Regions from separate parts of the Cyprinus carpio genome. Here region 2 is linked to region 1. The links are chromatin contacts, called in public Hi-C maps. All regions are on one chromosome and are shown on one strand. Each heading gives the region's core, a stretch centred on a gene start, on an enhancer-like site or on the middle of the called end of the contact. The rest is flanking DNA. Distances are from core to core; before and after follow the strand shown. Region 1 holds the start of LOC109048635 (mastermind-like protein 2). Region 2 overlaps LOC109048635 (mastermind-like protein 2).

Region 1 (6,012 bases), core at 2,138-4,637:
AATATAGAGGAGCCTAATAAAGAGTTGATAATCCATGTGTCACAAGTCAACAGTCATCTGTACTTCAGGAAAAGTCATTAGTCATTTAGTCAGAAAAAACTCCAGACTTTGCATGCAGCCAAGAGATTAAGCAGGCTGTATTACAGGTGACTTGTCAAATAGAACAAAGAACAGGTGCAAACAAAGAACAGAAACCATGACAACACAAATAACATTATGCAGACAAGGAACTCTGGTGGTGAACTTGGAATCTGTGCTAATGGATTTGATACAATGCCCTTCCTCTAAACAGATATGCTACTATTCAAAAGGTTGGAGTCAATAGGATATTTTTAATAGCAAATTAATACTTTTATTCAGAAAGGATGCATTAAATTGATCAAAAGTGACAGCAAAGACTTTTTGTTACAAAAGATTTATATTTCAGATAAATGTTGTTCTTTGAACTTTTTGTTCATCAAAGAATCCTGTTAAAAATCCTGGTTTCACAAAATAATTGAGTAGCACTGTTTTCAAAAACTGTTGTAATGTTGGTGGAAAACAATGTAATGCTGGGTGTGCTTTAGTGGATTAATAGCATAAAGCAAGCATATATTTATATGTATATAGTTGAACATGAAAATGAGAAACAAAAGAAAGAAACATCTAAGTTGTAGTTCTATATACCACGGTGCATTTATTTTAGTTTAAGAGCTGCCTCATAGCAGGGGGTCTTTATAAACACTAATCTCTCTTTGGTTTAAGAGAAAAGTTCTACGTTGTGTGTGTGTGTGTGTGTGTTTGGGGAAGATGGAAATTACAATTCAATATTGGGAGGCCTAAGAGTAGAGCTGAATGTAGTGGCAGGCAGTTCAGTTCTTGTTCTTTTGTCAGTTCTTTTAATTTTGTGCTAATGATGGTTTTAGGGGGTGTTCTATCCTGCTGTTCAAAGAACAAAACTGAGAGAAGAGGAGAGAGAGAAAGAGTGAGAGAGCTGACCTTGGCGAGTGAGAGGAGAGGTGGGTAAATAGATTGTATTGAAGTTACCTTGACAACTGGCTATGCTGATTTTGGCCATCTCTGGGCCTATGGGAAAAGGAAAGAGGGGGAAGTAGGGAGAGAGAGAGAGAGAGAGAGAGAGAGAGATGGTGAGGAGTCAGTTATATTATGTTTGGTGTGTGTGAGTGTGTTCGTATGAGGGAGAGAGAGAGAAAGAGAGAGGCTGCCATGCATGGACTTCATATTAATCATTAACACAATGCTCCTGAAAGTTCCTGCCAAACTAATACAGAAGATATTCATGAATTTTTTTAATATTGATAGAATGCTATTTGTGTTAATGCTTACATAGGTATTTAGTACTCTATGGAACATAAAGCAGTGCAGTGAATTTACCATGCTACATTCCTAAAAACTATTGTAATACCATAATTATTTTTTGTACATTGTGCTGCAGTGCTTATCTGCGTTCATGTGCATTGTGTGTGACTGCGCTAAAGTGTTACTTCAGCCCTCTAAGTCTCCACTCAGCAATCATCAGCTTAATTGAATTCGCAAGGCACTGAACAGAGAAAATGTAACCAGTATTTTGCCTGAATCAGCTGTCCAGATGATGAATGAGACAGAAAGAAAGGAAGAAAGAGAGAGAGTCATCTGTGTATACTGTACATCCATTTCACACATACTGCACATGTGTAGAGGAAAGAAATTAAGGGTGGAAAAAAAACCTGGAGAACTCCCTAACACGTAAACCAGCGAGGCTTTAACCTTCATGTCAGCCTAACTGGAATGAGTGACATCACTGCATAAACACAAAGTTGATAGAAGGAGCGTTCTTGTTTAGACTACTCATGTTGAGCAGCACCCTCTCTCTCTTTCTTTCTCTCTATCTCTCTCCCTCTGGTCGTGTATGACATTGTGATAGCCTTAGTATGTATGAGTTGGAACGCTCAACAATGTAGTTGGACACAGGAAGAAAAGGGGGCTGGGTTAGAGGGTGAAGAAGAGGTTTAGCACATTTGTAACCTGATGCGTATGAAGAAGTTGCAGGGAGTGTCTGAATACTTGAGATTGTTATCGCTCTGGGATTGCGCTTTTTGTGTATGTTTGTGTGTGTAACCATATGCACTGCCATGAGAGTTGTGGCATTATATCTGAAGTACAAACACAGAACAGGGATAAAGACATGCATATACAACTGAAACTGTTTTGAACTGATTTCGAACCCTCTCGCTCTAGGTTAGGGGCCATATCTTCCCAATGCTTGTCAAAACATGAAAAGTGATTAACTTTGTATTGTGGGCTTGTATTTGAATGAGCAGGGTGGGGGGCTCCTCTCTGTGTGTGCATTGCATTGTGTGTGAAAGAGCTTGGGAGAGGGGGTGCCTCTGATGTGTGTGTGTGTGTGTGTGTGTGTGTGTGTGTGTGTGTGTGTGTGTGTGTGTGTGTGTGTGTGTGTGTGTGTGTGTGTGTGTGTGTGTGTGTGTGTGTGTGTGTGAAGCTCTCTGTAACCTAAACTCTCCTGACTCCAGGTGCAAGTAAGGGATTAGAGCACTCTTTCTCTCTTTCTGTTTGTGCCAGCATTGATATGAGACTGTTTTGAGGTTTATATTTAAATATGTTCACTTATCTGACTCTCTTTGAATAAGAGCTGGTGCAATGAGTAATTTTGGTTGTACTTTTAATACTTAACAATTCTTCACTTTTGGACCATGAAATGGCCATTAGAATAGAAATGAACACTTTGTCTGAGTTTAGAGATCAGCTCTTAGCTATTGTCAGATGTGTGGTTCATAATGAGGATGATGATGTAGATATCCAAATAAGCAGAAAATAATGTCTTAATGGAAAGCCATTATTAGACTGTTTTTCACCCCCATCAGTCTGTTGAGAAACAAAGTTGTATTAACAAAATAGCAGGTTAATATGATGAGCAGTTTTGCCTAAGACCTGATCCCTGGAATTGTCAAAAAAATAAAACTAAAATAAATAAATCCATATTTGTGGCTTTAAATCTTTGAAAGACACTCATAGCTTTGTTGGAGCCAATTTAATCAGATTTCCAAAGAAATAACTGTATAATCCACTTGTTTTTCTTTCATTTTTTTTCCTTAATAAATATAATAAATAAAAAAAAAAAAAAAAAAAAAAAAAAAAAAAAAAAAGTGTACAGTCAATGTTCTGTTATTTTTTTTTATTTTTTGTTTTTTTTTGTATTTGTGTGTTTTAAGAATATTAATGTGTCAGTGTCTACTGTTTTGGTTTGTTTTCTTTTTTCTACACCTTCCCATGTTATATTAGTGATATTAGATATCAGTGACTCATCCATAACACACAAAAAGACCCTCGCTACAACCTACAGAAAAAGGATTTTAAAAATTCGCGTCACAGGGATGAAGCACAGAGAATGTCCCTTTAAGCGCAGACTGCGAGTGGAACATCTGCGTCTCCTCCTCTGTGACATCGCACAGAGGAGCGTCCTATGGACTACCTGACTCCGCCCACCAGCCAGGAAGCTACAGAGCTCTGTGATCGTAAGTGGCCGTGTAGATCGGTAGATCGAGAGCTGACACAGACGTTTGTGTTATTAGTCCCAGTTCAAGAGAATCAACATGACTGGCGCTTGAACGGAATGTCAGATTAGCTTTCATTTGGACAGAATCCTCATTCCTCGTTGTCCATCGCGCACACAGCTGGGCGATAGCGCTATTTCCAGACTTATATTAACCATCTTTTGTTAGATTCCCAATCAGGCTTTTCTTTATAAGACAGTTTACACATATTGAAACAAAGTGGATTTAACAGTGGCTACGTGGTTTACCCGCACTGCAAGATGCTTCTGGTCTCCCAGCGGCTAGACTCACCTCGCATGGACCCATTAGTGAGTTTATGAGTTTCATATTATTGGATTGCTTTAAATAGTGGCTCGCTCCAACGTTACAATCATTTGGTGTTTACTAAATCCCTGTCTGTTTCACTTCATACACCCCTACAATGGCTTTTTACGCAGCATTTGCTTTTTTATACTGTAACACTCCTACTGTTATGCTTGAGGTTCACGGTGAAGTTTGGAAACTTGAGTGGAGAAATCCCAGTTTTGTGTGTGTTAGATAAGGCAGACATAGATTAGAAGACAAGCTTGAAGACTGCACCAAAGATTATCTGGCGCTGTCCCGCGTATTTACGCACACATTCCGACTAAGTTCCATTTAGCCTACTGTATAGATTTTGCAAGTATTTTATTGAATTATTTAGTAGTCATTCTGACTAGCCAAATGACAAGTAAGAATGCTGTTTTAACCTGAGGGAATGTTACTGGTAGCATTTGAGCTAGATAGAAGATGGTGTAGCTAGTATCTTATCTTTTAAATACGTTGGCTACTAGTAAAGATGCAATATACACTAATAACTGCTGTTAAATAACTATTAGTCTCTTGTGAACAGTTGCTATTTGTATCAAAGATCCCTATAGAATTCAGTGATTAAAATATACAGTTATTTGTCATTACTGGGATTGTGACTAGTAGCAGAGAAGTACTGGTTACTAATTGAATAGATTCACTACTGGAATTACTAGGCTACGTGTAGCTGCTGATGAATATATCAGTGTGATTGCTTGTAATTAAAAAAATATGCTATACATGATTAATAAATACCAGTTAGTTGAAAGGTTTGACCATACACTCACAGTCTGTTATGACAAACTGATTCAGAGAGAATAGCAGGTTGAAAGAGACTCAAGATCCTATCAGCGCAGACATTTAAACGCCTTGCATGCATGCTTTATCGATGCATGTAACGCAACTTGACGATTGATAAAACCTTTGTTTTCATACATACGGCTGAAGGCAATATAGAGCCAGAGAGGTAAATGTCCCACACTGTTAAAGCAGCATGTGGTCTGCTTGTTGGAATGAAATGGCATTTATCAAACACTCAGTGGGGCTGCGCTTGCTAACAAAAGGCTGAAAACTGGGGACTGGACGAGAGCGCGGCTCTGGGGCTGCAGGCGCTGTGTAAATCTTCTCAAAATGAGCGATAATGTGAGTTTTCACTGTAGGAATTGCGGCTGCGTTTAAGCCTAGTATTTAACAGTTAATGTGGATTGCTGAGAGATAAGAGAGACAGACGGTGGCTGAAATGCGGGACAGGACTGCCAGTGTGTCCAGGATTAAGCAGAGCTATAGCAGAATACGTAATGGGATTATTAAAGTGGCGGAGGGCTCGTTCACTATCAGAATAAGAAAGACTAGAAGGCAGCTTGTATCACTGATTTTCATAAGCAAGCGAAGAGTGTCTGTGTCTGTCTGTTTTAGAACACGCTTGAGATCCCATGCACTAATTCAGTTTCTTGCAGATCAATAAACTAAAAGGGAACGTTCAATGACGCGCCCGATTTACGCGCTGTCCCCCTTCCCCTTCGCTTGGTCACGGATTTGGCCAAACACATTTCCGAAAGCTATTATTGTATTTTACAGCATGTTTACACCGGATGGACAGTCCCATCTTCTCAGTATCATAAGTTCCCCTTAGTTGAACAGGGAGTTTCCTCGGATCGTTTTCTGTAACATTTGACAAGCGGTAACTGATAGGAGAATGAAACAATTTTTTTTTTTTTTTGAATAAAATATGAACAAAGTGCAATTGTTTACACTAGGCATATATCATTTTTTTTTTTTTTTTGCGGGACTGTTTGATGACATGACAGTCACTCATGTATTATTAATATTATTTTTTTCAGCGAGTCCCGCCCACCTAACCAGTTTGACCCCTAACCCAGGTTAAGGGTTTCGATTTTTTGAAGTAGGTCATTAAGAGCAGGCAGCTCAGAAAATAATTGCTATTGTAGACAAGCCAAGCTAAGCCAGGGCCATAATAATGTAATTATACAAATAAAAAATACCTAATTATTATTGTTTTAAGTTTATTTTCTAATTATTATTATTAAAATATATTATAATTTCAAATAAATAAATATATGTTCAATAATATTTATATTTATTTAATAGTCCCTCTTTGAACATGTTGTTTTTC
Region 2 (6,012 bases), core at 2,133-4,632, 63 kb after region 1:
ACGCAAACAAATAAGCCTCTGCATTCAGTGCAGAGAAAGAGAGCCTCATTGTTACAGAACTGCTGAGACGGATCTTAAAAGAAAGCCAAGGTAAAGTAAAGCAATTCAAGAATTTACTAAGTAATAATTAGAAGGGTCCACCAGGGCCGAAGCTGCCGAGAGCTGTACTGAAGGTATCGTAGCCCCGGCGCGGTTCTGTGGTTCTGCAAGGTTGAGGACACAGAGCCCAGCTGCGGCAGGAATCAATGCTGAATAAATTAAGCACTCTGCCAAGTTAACACTAGGCTGGCACCGGCTCTTCCCCTCTAAGCCCAGGTGTGTGTGAATGTGTGTACTGTACGTGTGAGAACATTTTTAATGTGCAAATATGTTTTGTGGGAATGCAGTATGTGGGCATGCCTTATCACACAAGTGTGTGTGTGTGTGTGTGTGCATGCATCTTTGTTTTTTTTTTTTTTTTTTTTTTTTTGTGGATGGGTGTGTGTGTGTGTGTGTGTGTGTGTGTGTGTGTGTGTGTGTGTGTGTGTGTGTGTGTGTGTGTGTGTGTGTGTGTGTGTGTGTGTGTGTGTGTGTGTGTGTGTGTGTGTGTGTGTGTGTGTGTGTGTGTGTGTGCAGAAGTGCATGCCAGGAACAATTCGGGAATTCGAGGCGGTGTTTCAAAGGGTCCCAGGATAGTTAGCATTGCCCTAAGAACTGGATTTTTGTGATAATGTGTATATGGTAGACATGGCACAATGTGGTTAACCAGACTGGCACAAAGACTGGCTCTTGTCTCCAAGCCATACAAACTGAGAAGTAGAGAGAGAAAGAGAGCTGATATGTGTTGTTGTGGAAGTAGGTCAGGCGTCACATTCATTAACATCCTCCTCTCATGCCCAATGATGTGAGCTGTTCCCACTAACACACACACATGTATGTGTACATATCGCTGTGTGTGCACACGCATAAATCAGGGCATGCATAACTTGCATATTAAATATTATAAGAGGTTATCGATTCAAGGCAGACACTCATATATTCAGCATGCATTTGTAAAGAAGGTCATGTGTCGGTCATCATTTCATAGCACTTTAACCCCACCATCAAGGCAATAGATGTAAATAAACTTGGTTACCGTGGAGATAAAAGCAGTACTTAGTGTCTGCCTGGGCTCTGGACAGCTGGACTTCTGCCAGGACGGCACAGCAGAGCGCTCTACAAAACTCTGTCCCACTTTCTCTCGCACACTTTCCTTGCATGTGCTCTCTCTTTCTATCTGTCTCGTGTCTGCTTCCATTACACACTGCACTTTCTAATTCTACCTTTTTTACAAAGTTGTGTGCCTGAGTCAGTCCCTTTCTCTCTTCTTATTCCTCGCTTTCTGTCCACACCATTCATCCCCATCTCATTCTTTTCTTACTCTTGCAGTTATAAGCTTTCCCTCTTTCTGTCCGTCCCCCTCTTAACTCCCAGCAAGGTCACTTGGAGTTGCATGACAAAGCGACTTCACTGACATTCACAACAACTCCCTCCCTCTCTCTCTCTCTCTCTCTCTCTCTCTTCCTATAGTCCTGCACTGCTGCTTCTCAGACATTTTCCCATGACAATTAGCTAAAGCATAGAGAGTGGACCTAAATATAGCGAGCAAATAAAGCCTTACTTGGTGTTTAATTTGGGATCTCAAACCTAGGATTTAACCAAAAGTTCAAGATTGGAGGATTGTGATAGATTATGAATGAGGATGTCCATAGTAAAACAACCAACCACAGTTCACTCTCTGTCTATGTGAGGTTTTTGAGCAAGTAAATTTGCAATCAGTGACCCCCAAAAATAAATACAAATCTTGTGAAGGATTATAAATCTTTTAAAACTGCGAAATGAACCCAAAATATCACTTAAAAAATACAATAAAAAAGTTTCAAATAATGAAAGAAAAACTAACTAAAAATATTGAAATGTCAAAAATCTATAATAACCCTAGTTTAGATGACAAAAGCAAGGTCAAACATGCATGCTCTGGGTTAAGTAAGAAAACATCCTTTCATTCTCGGCAGCACACAAATGCATAATTGGTTTGATTTCTCTTGTTAGTTTGCTATGGGTAATTATGTCTCTTTTATGTGGTTTAGGGCATATTTAGTGCTCTTTTTCATCATTATACCTTTAAAAACTTTTAATTAATGTCATTATGATATTTTATTCTGCACTTCTAATAATTTTATTTTATACTATTTTTTAATTTTATCTATTAGGACCCACTTTATATTAAGTGTCCTTAACTATACATACATTTAAATTAATAATTTGATACAATGCACATAGTGTGTACAAACATGTTTTTACGCTGTAGGCTAATTACATTCGAAAATACCTTCCAGTAATTACATCTGGGGCCAGTTGCATAAACTCAGTCACAATGTTAACACTGTGTCTTAAGAACTAGTTTCACTAACTACTGTAGCAGTTAACCAAGTGGTCTTACTTTTCAGATTCAAATTAGAACAATATATGTGTAACTGATTTTAAAAAGTTATAAACAGTCTTGAAGAAAACCATTGGATGACTAACTATTAAGACTCATCTAAGTAGTTTATGCAACTGGCTGTAGTTAGTAATTTCTGTAGTTTACACCTAGCCTATAATAACATTTTATTTTTAAGTAGCCTATATAGTATTTAAAGACATTTAATGTATAATGGGAACGGTTATACTATTACTTTATTGTTATCGTAAGTTGCAATGCAGAGAGAGAGAGAGAGAGCAATCTAAATTTACATTTCTTTCCACACTGATGGATTTGACAGGGTTAAACATATCTCTCTTTCTTTGTTACAGTCTTGTACGCACAGGAACGGTTGCATTCTGTTCGACAACAAAGGCAGCGGATTGCTTTGATAACCTCTGCTGCTGTGATATCTAATCTATTAAATGCACACTGAAATGTGAGTTGCATGAAAAGCTGAGTGAGCGCGCTGAGCGGAAAGGGGAGGCGGCCTGATGGACTGCTTTACTCGAAACGTGCGTGTTTTGCTGGAGGCTCTGGATTGAAAAGATGGTGAGGTGTTGGGGGGTAGCTCAGGACAGTGGGAAAGAATGAAAAGCCGTCTCTTATCGAGGGCACAATCGGAAACTCTGTTTAACTTGGCAAGCTTTCCCGGATAGAGCGCAAAGCTGCGTCCTGACAGACTTAAACATGTCGTATATTCACAAGTCACGGAGTTATGAGCCCATTAATAATTTATGTTTATCAATACACTAGGCTGACTAGATAGAGAACAGACTGGGGTTTTTACAGTCGATAAAGACAGGCGACAGAAAAGCTCAGTGTAAACTCTTCTATTGAGGAGGATCAAGCTGTTAAACGCGCCGCACGGGCGTTCTGATTTTGTTCAGCACTGTGAGAGTGCGCAAGCGCCATCTAGCGTTCGCTTGGAGGGCAAACCAAGGTTTTTGTTCCTATCTCTCTGTTCTGTTGGATATGTGAGAGAGTCGCTGATCATCACACTAATCAACTCAATGTTTTCTTTCCTTGTGCTTTGCAGAGCATTTGAGCGGCTGACGAAACAGAAAATGTTTTAATAGTGTTCAAACATTACTCATGATATCTTGAAGGGATAGTTCGCCTGAAAATTAAAACCCTGGCATCATTTACTCACCCTCGTGTTGTTCCAAACCCATATGACTTTAAGTGATCGGTGACTGAAGCTGACAGAATGTTCATTTTTCAGCGAACTGTTTTAAGAACCTTTAAGAAGTTACAGATGTGAGTGTTGTTTAGAAGTTGTGGCTCTCAATGGCAAACAGAATCATGCATGGACAATTCTCAGGCACAGCCCTAACACAACACAACCAACAAAAGCATCTAAACCAGCTCTTCATTCCAGCTGCACATACCCAAGTGCTGGATCAATATCCATTACCAGCTCTAGTGCTGCAGACAAGCCATTCATTTCCACTGCAAAGCACCACGATATTCCCCCTGGGAAGCCGTTTCACCACTCTGCCTGCTACAAGCAAAGATGATTACACCAGATTCATGCTAGGAGTGTCTGTTAGTGCCTCAGATTACCTCTGCTTGTTCTTGAGCATGATATTAGCTGTGTGTGATGCTAAGCATATGTAGCTTGAGATTTAATTGAATTCACACAACATAATAAACCCAGTCATTTCAATTTGTATTTGTCTTTATGACGTGAAGCAGATCATTGTGTTCTGCCATAGACCGAACGCCAGACGTAAAGTAGTTATCTCTCCACGTCTTCATAATGGTCTGTGATTAATGTCCTATTCCTGTTACGCATGTGTTTTCAGGATTTGGATTGGAATTGGGAGGGAAGAGGGTGGGGAGCATTTCTTCTGTAGGAATGGGAATATGGGAATGCCTAGCTGGACTGCTCGGGTGGAGGGGTGCATTCAGACAAAGCCAACGAAAACAAACATCTGTGGCTCTGGGAAGGCAGCGTCTGGTCTGAATCCTCTGTGGTTATTTACTGATGTTTACAACTTTGCTACGGAAAGAAGCCTTGTTAGAACATGTGGGCTTGGTTGAGATGACCTTTTTAGCGGTGTTGAGTTACGCTGAATGGCGTCACGTCTTTGATCACGGTGAGATTATACGTAGTTAGTTAGAGTTGTTTGTGTGGGTCAAGTGAAGGTGAGATCATGTCTGTGTGAATATGGCTGGCATTGTTTTGACACATCTGAGTTATGTGTAGCTAAAATGTAGTTTGAAGGTGAGTACAGGTTTAATAGTGATCTTTCTTTTATTGTCTGTCTTAGGATCAAGGTGTGGGAATGGTGCCACCTCTTCAGGACCCTCCGTCAGCAGTGCCACGGCAGCCGCAGGGCAGCAACTACAACATGATGCTTAAGAATCAGCTAATAAGCAAACAGTTTCAACAAGTCAGTGCTCAAACTCCATGTTGAAAGTACCATTCTGTTAAAGTGCAATTTTGTTATTTAGCATAGCTGAATAGCCTTTTAATTTGCACTTCTTAAGAGGTAGAATTTGAATGCCTTAATTGTATTAATGTATTACTTTCTGTTTCTTACAGGAAAAGCAAAGACATATGGAGCAAATGAATGGAGGGCATATCACAGACTGCCAACAGGGGGCACCATTTCAAGGTACAGTAACATCAAACCACATAAACATTGGTTAATACTGGGTCTCATTTTCCATTTTTGCATAAAAAAATACACTTAGATTTTTTCCATGCAGAAATCATGATTCATCAGTTTTAAACTGATTCATAAGTTTAAACACACAGGGGGAAAAAAATGAAACTGTGCACACAAAACTGCTCCCAGTGCAAATTATTTATTAAGAATCGATATTAAAATGCCAAATATAAAAAAATAAATATATATATATATATATATATATATATCTATATATATACACAAATACAGAAGCCCTTATGGACATAGTTTGGGCATGTTTATATAAATGTCTAGATGTGCATTTATATATTGGTGGAAATTTTTCTGTGCACATAAATAGGAATTTGTACAAAATTGTTAGTCAATGAGGCCTACTGTTTATTTAGTGCCAAAATGTTGCTATATACACTCCCATTCAAACGTTGGGGGTCAATATGATTTAAAAAAAAAAAAAAAAAATATCACTTTTAATACAAATGCATTAAATGGATCAATTTGATTTTACATTATTACCGTTTTGCTGTATTTGTAATCAAATAAATGCAGCCATGGTAAACATGAGAGACATGTTTCAAAAACATAAAAAAATCTTACCAACCCCAAACTTTTGAACAGTAATATGCTCAAAAAAGCCATGCTCAAAATTAATTATTTTCACTGTTGTGCAGGTCCAGGTCGACCACTCCCTCCAGAGTGTGGTGGATATCCTCTGGGAGTTTCTCAACAGCCGAATTCCTCCATGCTGTCCCATAGCGGCCCTTTGCCCTCAAATCGAATGGGTCTTTCCTCCAGCTCAGTCTCCCAGATGGGCCCATCGGTTGGAGGATACATGTGCAGCAAAAGTTCCAAACAACCACTCTGCCACCCGTC

What was found. A called contact is a pair of places that touch in the nucleus more often than the background predicts.
Region 2: a Hi-C map of skeletal muscle shows a contact between it and region 1, with 5 times the contacts expected there. The contact joins the enhancer-like site here to the promoter of LOC109048635 in region 1. A contact is called at or near these places in 8 of 8 Hi-C or Micro-C datasets (liver, red blood cells and skeletal muscle).

What each region holds. Positions count from the first base shown.
Region 1 is chrA7:15,139,570-15,145,581 of ASM1834038v1, forward strand. LOC109048635 (mastermind-like protein 2) reads left to right here and starts at 3,388. Exons shown (of 5, transcript XM_042759868.1): 1 at 3,388-3,512.
Region 2 is chrA7:15,202,194-15,208,205 of ASM1834038v1, forward strand. LOC109048635 (mastermind-like protein 2) reads left to right here. Exons shown (of 5, transcript XM_042759868.1): 3 at 4,759-4,881; 4 at 5,034-5,106; 5 at 5,811-6,012. Among protein-coding and RNA genes, the nearest start is that of LOC109048634, 7.9 kb to the right of the region's middle. Within about 2 kb of position 3,383, at least 5 of the 8 cell types and tissues checked have an H3K27ac peak or open chromatin away from gene starts, as enhancers often do. A contact at or near this core is called in skeletal muscle, where this site is marked.